Linked DNA regions of Mus musculus: region 1 is linked to region 2. A link is a contact called in public promoter capture Hi-C data. All regions are on one chromosome and are shown on one strand. The core of a region is the stretch at or near the end of the contact, and the rest is flanking DNA. Distances in the headings are between cores, read along the strand shown.

Region 1 (4,845 bases), core at 1,768-4,267, 200 kb after region 2:
ACCACAATGCCCGGCTCACTGATTAACCAGGGAATGAACTCTTGTCTACCTTTCCTCATGAGTACTTAGCAGATAGAAAGTACACAAGGAAGCTCTAGAGAAACTCTAGAGACGCTTCCAGATCTAGAAGATATTACAGAGGATGGACATGGCCTGGAGAAAGCAGCCTAGCAAGCATTGTAGAGGTGTTCTTGCCTGATGCAGAAAGAGGGTCAGAACGCAATAAGCATGCAGCTAGTGCCTGCAGACTGTCCTTGGTATGACTTAGGTTTTATTGCCTGGCTGGGAAATTTTCCAGGTGCCAGGTGAGCCTGAGAGTCACCTGCTGTGGCTGTGGCCTTTGGGACCTTGAACAAGGGGAGGCAGAAGTCCTAGGCTGAAGTCCGTGTTACTCACCAGATTCTCGGTGTCCGAATCCTCTGAGCTGCTGATCACCACAACTCGCTCCTCTGAAAAGGAGAGGGGGTGGCAGCATTAAATCCTTCCTGGAATGGCCACTGGCTAGGGTGAGACATCCAGGAGAATCCTTGTCCAATGGGCTGGGGATGACAGATACCCTGTCCTGTGTGTGCTAGGAGGAGATGGAGTGTTTATGTCCCCAGAGCACAGAGATTGGCACTAGCAGTTTTCGGAGGGAAGGAGGCAGGGCTAAGGCATAGCCCCTCCAGTGTCCCACACTGAAATCATAGCAAGCACAGGGTAAACCACCAGTGCCATATTCAATGGCTGCTCAGAGCAGCTCGGGCATGGGAGTCCTGATGGCTCTGAGTGCCCAGGTGGGATTAGAATGTGGAGGTGGGGCCTGGGGTGTTCCAGATATCTGAGGGCATGACAGTCTTACACAGGTGTTCCCTGCCTAATCCTCCTACCTGTTTCCCCTGTGTCACTGGTAACATGATTGTTGTTGGGCAGGAGGATCTTTTTTTCAGGGACGGTGCTCTCAGGGTTGGAAGTCCCATCCAGATGGGGAGGGGAGGTGGCCTTGAAAGTGCTGGGCCAGGACTGCTCGGGGGAGCTTGTGGCCAACCTGTCCTCGTTCTCCTCTGTGGACTCCATCTTGATGATCTTCCTGGAGCAATCTTCGTGGGAGCACTTCCTCTTCATGGAGCCGACTGTCTGAGAAGCCTCCTGAAGAGTGGGAAGTTAGAGGGGTGACTGGGGTGCCTCTAGTGGTGCTGGGCTGAGACACTGAGCTGAGTGACAGGGGGTTTGTGGCATGTTTTCACTCTCCTTCTTTTGGCCATGCTGAGCATATCTCTGCAAACAGGAGGCTCTCTCAGGTCGCCATGTGCACTGGTCATGGCCACTGACCAACAGTCTCGGTTGATCTCATAGCTTTGGCTGTCTCAGCATCCCAGCTGGGCTGAGAGTGGCTTAAGATTATTTCGAGCTTCCATGGGGAGCATCTGAGAGCAATGGAGAATACGGAGCAAATATAGGCCTGAGAAAGCCCAGATTCTCCAATTACACCTCACTGTTGGCTGGAGTCTAAGCCTTTTAGATTGAGGCAGTGCTGAATAGTGGGGGCTTACCTCTCTGTAGGTGGGGCCTTGCATTGAAAAGGCATACACTGGTACAGGGTGTGCTCCAGGCACTGTTTTTACCATAGCCACAGGTTGGGTCTTAGACAGCTCTAGGGCCTGAGCCTGTACACTCTGCACTTCTTTGGGCTGTAAAAGCAGGTAACAGAAAAGTTAGAAATGCAATGACCCTGGGCCTACAACCTGCCTCAGGTGTAAGCTTGGTCCCAATCAAAGAGCTCACTGGGACAAGTAATTTCTCCCAAAAGTCTCCATGATGTCACCTCCTCTGACCTTGGGCTGCTGGCACCCAGGCACTGCTTCAATCTGTGTGTGTCCTGACAGGGCAGGACGACACCTCCGGGACCATGGTGCCTATCCTCAGAATATGCTTGACAACCAGCCTAGCTTGCCTGCCTCTACAGACAGGTTGCTTGCTGCTGAAAGCAACACTTCCCTCAGCAGCAACAGAGTTGCAGCAGTCGGGAACTTGGAGGCCAGCCTCCTGGGAGCTTGCCTTACCCGAGTCTTAAACTCTAGTAGCTACTGCATGCATTGGAATTACTTAAAACTCACTGGGTCTCAGTCTCCCTCCATAAAATGGAATAATGACACTTGCTGAACGCCATCAAAATGTCTTGAAGAGTATCTAGTACCCAGTAGTGAGGGTGACAAGGATGGCTAATGAATATAATACTAGTTTGATTACTATTCCATGTCCGAGTTGGTGTTCAGGGTCCTGCTAAATGAAGCAGGAACAACTCCTCAAATAGTGAAAAGGGAGCTCAAGAGATGGCAGCTCTGGGCTGGCGAGATGGCTCAGTGGGTAAGAGCACTGACTGCTCTTCCAAAGGTCCTGAGTTCAAATCCCAGCAACCACATGGTGGTTCACAACCATCCGTAATGAGATCTGACGCCCTCTTCTGGTGTGTCTGAAGACAGCTACAGTGTACTTACATATAATAAATAAATAAATAGATCTTTAAAAAGAGAGAGAGAGAGAGAGAGATGGCTGCTCTTGCAAAGCAGCCGGGTTCAGTTGTTCAGTTCCCAGAACCCACACGACAGCTGACCTTTCTGCAGGTACTGTACACATATGGTACACTCACATGCAAGCAAAACATTCATATACATAAAATAAGTAAATAAATCTCTTTTAATGGAAGAATCACCACATGGCTTACCAACTCTACACTCCTAGGTACTACCTCAAAAGCACTGAAGGTAGATATTCAACTGCAAACTATGCATGGGGCTGGGCAGGAAGCCCAGTGGTTAGGCACCTGCCTGCCATGTTCCAAGCCCCATATATTCAATCCTCAGAGCAGGAGCAGGAATTTTCACCATTTTATCTTTGCCTTTATGGCTCTGCAGTTGCTGGCGTATAAAAGGCTCTTGTTCTACTTAGGCCAGGAAATCCCTGCAGGCAAGGCTGGGTGCCTCTACTTCTGTTTCCTCAATACAACTCTCACTAGCGTTGAAGAAGCAGGAGACATTAAGGTGGGGGATGGGGCAGTGCTGTGTCAGCCTGAGCTGCCTCTCCTGTCAGCACTGGCTATGCAGCTATAGTTTAGCCTCACAGGACCTTTGCTCCCACACACTGCTACCCACGTCTTTCCCGAGTCCTAGCTTCAGCCCCCAGGTGACGACCACAGTAAAAACGAGGAACTTTTATGGAAAAAGACCCTGCCCAAGTTAAACTTCCTCACATCTGAGTCTCTCTGGGTCTTAACTACATCCCTGCAAGAGGCTTTACACTCCACGCTCTCTTGTAGCTCTAAAATTCTCAAAAGTCCTGCCTCCCCCATGAAGCCTTTCCCCACTGCTGTAACCCACAGCAATCTCTTTTCCATGGCTTGCCCCAAGGCAAAGCTAGAAAAGGTTTAATACCCTTGCTCCCCACCAGAAGATCTGCCTGGTTCTGGGCCCACATCTTGACATGCAGTCACACGTAACAGAGTGACCAAGCTGGGGAGGGAAAGATGCCAGGCACAGAAAGGAACTGAGAGAGCTTATCCTGTTGCAGGGGAGCCATGCCTATGAGCGTGGATGAAGGAGAATGAAAAGGATACCCGTGTGTTTCTCCTCTGAGAAGTGCTCAGTCAGAGCAATCAAAACAGGAACCAATGCACTTCCTGTTCCCAACGGCCTGGATATGAAAGCTGCTGAGCTAAGGATACGGCAGAAGTAATGCCAGCATGAGATTATCTAAGGGTGTTTTCCAACCCTAAGCAACTAGTTTATTAGGTATATGATGGCCCTGGAATCTGTGGGGTTGAGCTCTGACTCTTAGTGTTAAGTCCAAGAATTATGTGCATGGGAGTGGAGATCCACCTATGCCAGCCCCAGAAAACAGCTCTGGCAGTCCGTGTGAGCATCAGGTACATCCTGTGTCACATCCAACAGGGCCACTGCTTATACTCTTTACATTCACCGCCTGCCCACCCCTGGGTCTGACCCCTCCTGAACTGGCTAGTGGCCCATCAAGAGCTAGTTGGGCATTTAGGAACCTTGCACCAGACAGCCAACCCTTCCCTGACCCTCTCCTCTTTCGAGCTCCAGACCTGCTGTCCTCTTTCAGGCACTCTACTCTCCCTCCATCAGGATATCAAAACTCCCAGGCATTTACCTGCTGTGCCCTGCCACCTCTCCTCCCACATCAAACCCTTCTCACCTGCTCAAGGTCCTCAGGCGTGCTGGTTGTCACTGGGTGAGTGCTGGCTGCCTCTGGTTGATTGCTGGCTGCCTCTGGGCTGGCTACAGCTGCATCTGGGAGGAAAACACAACGGAGAACACAAGAGCACTCTACTAAGAACTCTTAGCTGGGACAGTGACAGGGAGGAGGTCCTTGATGCTTTTCTTGGCTATTTATTATTGAACACACCTCCAAGAGGGGCTGGAGTTGACTGCTGAAGGCATGAACCCAAATAGAATGGGGGGCGGGGGGCAGTAGCACTGGGTTCTACCTTTGGCTCTAAACCCCAAATGCACATCTTTGCATCTCTGGGGAATCATTCACTGCCTACATGGAGAAGATAGAAGTCCATCTCCATTCTAGGACCATATCTTTATAAGCCCATGGCTCATGTGGTCCAGTGGGGGAGTCCTCCTATCCTTGGAGCCTGCCTAGAGTCAAAAGGGGCATCCCTCAACAGCTGCTCAGAAATGACGTCTCAGCTTAAAGATTTAAACAAAAACTCTGAAGGAATAAATGTGCACTCATGGTCTTTGTCTGGAAAGCCACTTGATACCACCCACTCATTCGGGACACAGCTCCTGGATTTTGATTCAGATCCAAGCATGTCTCTGGATATGCGATGTGGCC
Region 2 (5,170 bases), core at 928-3,427:
GGTCTGGAAGGGCAATAACCATAGTCTTAATGATCCCTGGCTTCCCCCACATGCCAGGCCTCCGGCTAAGTGCTTTAGGTGCTGATCTGCATTCAACCCCCAGCAAGCCTATGGGACAACCACTTTACAGAAGAAACCGAGGAAACCAGAGGGGGCAAGCAACCTACTCAGTGTTAGGAGTAATGGGCAGTGAAGTCAGGGTCTGAATGGGGCTTTGAGTCTGTTTGGTTCTTTGTTTTCTTTTTCCTTTTCCTTTTTTTTTTCTCTTTCTCATTTTTTTTTTTAAACAAACCACAACTAAGTCTGCCTATATACGTACAGGGCAACTGAGCAGAATTCATATGCATTTCGTGCGTGTGTGGGTGTGCCTGTGTGTGGGGGTGTGGGGGGGTGTGCCTCTGTGTGTGTGTGCCTGTGTGTGTGTGAGGTGCCTGTGTGTGTGTGTGTGTGCCTGTGTGTGTGTGTGCCTGTGTGTGTGTGTGCCTGTGTGTGTGTGTGGGGGGGGAGTGTGCCTGTGTGTGTGTGCCTGTGTGTGTGTGCCTGTGTGTGTGTGCCTGTGTGTGTGTGCCTGTGTGTGTGCCTGTGTGTGTGTGCCTGTGTGTGTGTGTGCCTGTGTGTGTGTGTGCCTCTGTGTGTGTGCCTGTGTGTGTGTGTGTGCCTGTGTGCCTGTGTGTGTGTGTGCCTGTGTGTGTGGGTGCCTGTGTGGGTGCCTGTGTGGGTGCCTGTGGATGCTCAGCCTTGAATGTCAACCTCAGGAAAGAGATCCAGTCCTTGAAACAGTGCAAGTTTTCCTCCACCCAGAGCTCATCAGTTAGACTAGATTGCTTGGTCAGTGAGTCCTTAGGTTTTTTTTTTTTTTTTTCTGTTTTCCCCTTTTCATGCTAGCACTACAAACACTCCACTGTACCTAGTGTTTACATGTGTGCTTGGCCTCAAACTCAAGACCCTACATTTGCAAGAAAAGTACTTTAACTCCTGAGCCTTATCTTCAGCCCTGAATTTGTTTGCCAACCATATTCTTTACTATTCAGCACAAGTTCCAAGCATGCAGTATCTGTAGACACACACACACACACACACACACACACACACACACACACACACAGAGAGAGAGAGAGAGAGAGAGAGAGAGAGAGAGAGAGAGAGAGAGAGAGAGAGAGAGACTGAGATCTGAGATACAGGCAAGCAAGGTTCTGGAAGAGAACGGCTCAGAGATGGGAGGCAAGTGAGCCCTCTGAGCTGCCTGTGGACTTCTGGGCTGTGGGATGCCTTGCTCCTGTGGGTGGGCCTCCCAGGATCCAGAAAACACAACTCTACATCCAACTCTCCCCTGGTCTCCAGCTGCCTGGGGGCGGAATCCAACTATATCCCAGCTATAGTCTCCCACCTGCTGCATGGTGTGCCATGGCTTTCTAGGGGAGGGGAGTCCCCAGCCAGCAGGAACTCATCGGACACCACCAGTCATCTGCCACTGCTGTCTAGCCTTCTGGCTATAGTCCCTCTGACTGGTGCCAGTATTGGCTCTATCTCCCTAGCATCTGTTCTGGCTTCCCCAGATCTATGCCCATCTGGTATCTTCAGACAGAGTGCTAACTGGGACCCTGAACCTGGGACCACACACACAAACACAAACACACACACACACACACACACACACACACACACACACAATTTGGTGTCAGGGACATGTGTGGAACTTGGGACCTCCTGGAGGCCTAGGTGTTGCTGTGAGCTCAGGTTGGGCTGTGCAGGTGTCAGAGAGTTGGTCTTACTTCTGTTTCAACGGGTTGTTCCACTTAAACTCTTTTTCTTTCTTTCTTACTACCCGGGGCTTGCTGGCTCCCCCTCTGCTGGGTGGCCTTCACTTTATGACTCATCCGATGCCTGGCTGGATCTAGGGCTCAGAGCTTGGCTGAAGGAAGTCTCTGATATCTCAACAGAGGATATTCATCTTCTGTACTTTCCTCGATGCTTCAGTATCTTATGCTGCTCTGATTAGAGTGGCCCCAAATGGGGTTATTAGCTTATATGGTTATCGCCTCCATACATACACAGTCCCATGTGCACAGATACAGGAAATCATATTCAAGGATGATCCATGCAGCACAGTCTATAGTCTTACACTAACTACTGCTTCTCTGGTGCCTGGTCTGTCTGTAAGGAATGTCCTAGAATTAATTGTCCTTGTACAGAGAGTAGGCCAGACTATTGCGAAATGAAGAGATCATGTGGGGAGTCAACACCATTCTGACCTTAACTGGGAGGGGATGTGTATGTGCACATAGAAGACATTTTGGACAAGAGGTTGCCAGCCCCTTGGGGTCCGGTTAGCAGGGGATTATCCTTTCTAAGACCCCACTGTTCACCATCTCTGCAGTTCTGGGCTGTGAAGGGACTAAGCTCTGATCTGTTATTTGTACCCTCCCTACAGAGGAAGAAAACAGGGATCATAACGAAGAAGGGAAGGACAGAGGGAGAGGTTGGCTTCTGGTGAGGTGGCCCTGCCACAGCCATCAGGTCCTTCTGGAGGAGGATCAATGGGTCCCAGGGACTCCATCCCTTGAAGAGTAGCCCTCCCCTTCTCTTCCTCCCCAGCCTCTTAGCCCAGCCCTGCCTATTCACCCTGGAAGAGGGGCTTCCGTCTGGAGACTGTGTGGGCTCCTGCCTCATCTTCTTTACTCTGGCCAGAGTCTGTTTCTGTGGGAACCTCAAATGCCTCCATTTGCATGGCCAAGTGGGGACCTTGTCAGCACAGCTGGGCTGGGAGACTGACCACAAGGTTCAAGCTGGCAGCCCTGACCTCTAGCCACAGCCTGCAGCCGGGCTGCCCTCAGGGCCACGCTGTGCGTCATGTCCTAGCCTTGAGAACCCTATGCTCTGGATTTTCCTTGCTGTCTCACTCTCTTGTTACCTTCTGGGGGAGGGACAGGTATGCCCGACTCAAATGCCACTGTGCCTGACCCCAAGGTTCCTTACCCACTAACACTCCCTCCTAGGACCTTCAGAGCCTGCCAGAGTGAGACAAGTCAGAGTGCCAGGCTCTGCTTTTCCCAGCTGCCCAGGAGTGGACTTTACTGCAGTCACAGCACAAAACTCCAGTGTCCTCATCTTCGGGATGAGAAGTCAGCCCCCAAGGACTAGTGCCATCTGAGGACAGTAGGAAGGTTAGCCCTGATGAGCACTAGGGTGCCTGGAAATAGTAACTCACTTCTTAGAATCACTTTAAGTTTCTTTAAAGACATATTCAAGAATGGCCCTGGGCAGTGGGCCCCGAAATTCTTCTTATGGGATGAGTCACAGTGGGAGGACAGTGGGGATTCTCTGACAAGTGCCCTAGGGAGATTGCTTAGACCCTGGTCAGTGCTATGGTAAAGTATAAAGCATATTACCCAGTGAGGATCTTCTAAACACACCGCCAACTATGTAGTCAGGATAGCCCTTGTACCAGCGCTATGCAGATAGAGAAACTGAGGCTGTGAGCAGCGTGCCCAGAGACTGTCACAAAGCCTGTGCCCAAAGCAGCACGATATCCCCCAGGGTGCTCAAGGCTTGCTGAGTGCCACTTTGTACAGTTCTGGGCCACTCAGGTCCTAGAAGAGAGCCAAGCTAGACAGTCCTTGCCTTTGGTGGTTCACTCTACACTGATGGGGTAGCAGACACTTCCCGTGTCTGTGGCAGAAGGGGCTTCCAGGAGGCCCGTCTGGGCTAGGAAACCTGAGAAAGCTTCCTGGGGGCATATGGGCAGGCTGTACCTGGGAGGAGGAGGCAGAGGAGAAGTTGTGGGGAGGGGAGAGCAAGGGAGAGCAGCAGGGCAAGCAGAGACGTGGGCTCAGGAGCCTGGTCTCTGCTGCTGGGCACTGAAGGGCCCACGCTGGAGGGGGGTATAGTAAGGGCTCGCTGGCTGCTAAAATACGTAGGAACAGAGGGGTATAGGGACCAAGAGTAGTGCTGCATGAGAGGCGGCGGCACTCTTGCCTGGCAGAGGCTGTGGGACCCTTGCCTGGCGGAGGCGGCAGGACCCTCGCCTGAAGTAGGAGGCAGTTCCATAGAAACAAGATGAAGACAATGGGTGTGGACCCAACAGACTGTGGGGGCACTGGGAAGGCAGTTTTCTAGGACATGTGTCTCAGGGAGAGCGCGCATGTTCAGATTTGAGAAATGGGGAGAGAAAAGACCAAGGTATTGGTGGTGGGTGCTGAGGAACCTCGCAAGTGGCAAAAGCCGGGTGGCCGAGCCAAAGCCACGGGGCTCCTGAAGAATGCTGGGGCTGTGGAAAGTGTTGACAGGGTTGAGAGCAGGGATCTGGAGCCAGTGGGCTAGCTTAGCCTTTGGTCCTAAGCCCCACGGCCAGTGCTGGTAGGCACGAGATGCTGGTGTGTGGTTTGTCTTTGCTGCCGCCAGAGGGCAGCCGCCTCCCGCCAATACTCTGCTTTTAGTCTGTCCCAAGAGGCGGCCAAGGCTTCCTGAGATGCCTGGCAGCCTGTGTGGTAAAGAGAACTGAATAGTGTTTCAACATCTAGGCACCCTCCCCACTCCCACCCCCCAGCACACATGTCCTTTCTCCAGGTGATCCAATAGTTCTTCCCAGACCTGGGCTGGCTACGATGGGCGCCATCACACAGCAATTCTTAAACGTCAGCTGGGTCCTTTGTTAGCTCGAGGGCAGATTACGGGCCTGAGGCATGAGGGTGAGCTTGGAACAAGACCCATAATAAAGCTATCTTAACTTCCCCCACAGCGGGATCACTTGGGGCTGACTTGAAGCTGACCCTCACGCACACAGAACCGGCGGGAAGGAAGAGCTGTGCTTTAGAAAGCGTTAGTTACTCTTCTCCCTCATGTTCCCACATCTTTGCAGAGAGAGAAAATTCTTCTGCCCAACTAGCATACTCCACAGACCTAGAGCTACCAGCTGCCTTTGTAGAGCCCAGCTCTCCCCTATCCCTAAACCCAAGCCCACACCTAAGGATGGCCAGGTTCTTGTCTAGTTTCCTTGATTGTAACAGGTCTGAAGGGAGGCCATTCCATTCCCTTTGCTGAGGTCTGGTTGGTCTTTTGTTTCATTCCTAAGGGGTACAGGTACCCTGGATGTTTATAAACAGAGTGTTCTGTGGAACCCAGGCAGCCAGGTCTAGGTGGAGGACCTGAAGTGCTACCCTGCCCCAATTCT

What was found. Capture Hi-C pulls out chosen DNA fragments and counts their contacts.
Region 1: a contact with region 2 is called in a promoter capture Hi-C map of adipose tissue. The contact joins two enhancer-like sites. A contact is called at or near these places in 13 of 39 promoter capture datasets (the 3T3-L1 cell line, the C10 cell line, the HPC-7 cell line and 8 more), 4 of 15 datasets of contacts at CTCF or cohesin (the G1E-ER4 cell line, the NIH/3T3 cell line and embryonic stem cells), 57 of 484 Hi-C or Micro-C datasets (the 3T3-L1 cell line, B cells, the G1E-ER4 cell line and 37 more), 17 of 115 datasets of contacts at active chromatin or transcription factors (the HPC-7 cell line, the NIH/3T3 cell line, double positive thymocytes and 8 more) and 4 of 9 other capture datasets (adipose tissue, embryonic tail, liver and 1 more).

Annotation. Positions count from the first base shown.
Region 1 is chr9:58,228,959-58,233,803 of GRCm38.p6, forward strand. Pml (promyelocytic leukemia) reads right to left here. Exons shown (of 9, transcript NM_178087.4): 4 at 4,195-4,289; 5 at 1,533-1,670; 6 at 870-1,128; 7 at 397-449. Among named protein-coding and RNA genes, the nearest start is that of Mir6385, 10 kb to the left of the region's middle. Within about 2 kb of position 3,018, at least 91 of the 459 cell types and tissues checked have an H3K27ac peak or open chromatin away from gene starts, as enhancers often do. A contact at or near this core is called in adipose tissue, where this site is marked.
Region 2 is chr9:58,034,289-58,039,458 of GRCm38.p6, forward strand. All of the region lies in intron 11 of Ccdc33 (coiled-coil domain containing 33), which reads right to left. The region is part of intron 4 of Gm16130 (predicted gene 16130); the gene reads left to right. Among named protein-coding and RNA genes, the nearest start is that of Gm16130, 4.6 kb to the left of the region's middle. Within about 2 kb of position 2,178, at least 28 of the 459 cell types and tissues checked have an H3K27ac peak or open chromatin away from gene starts, as enhancers often do. A contact at or near this core is called in adipose tissue, where this site is marked.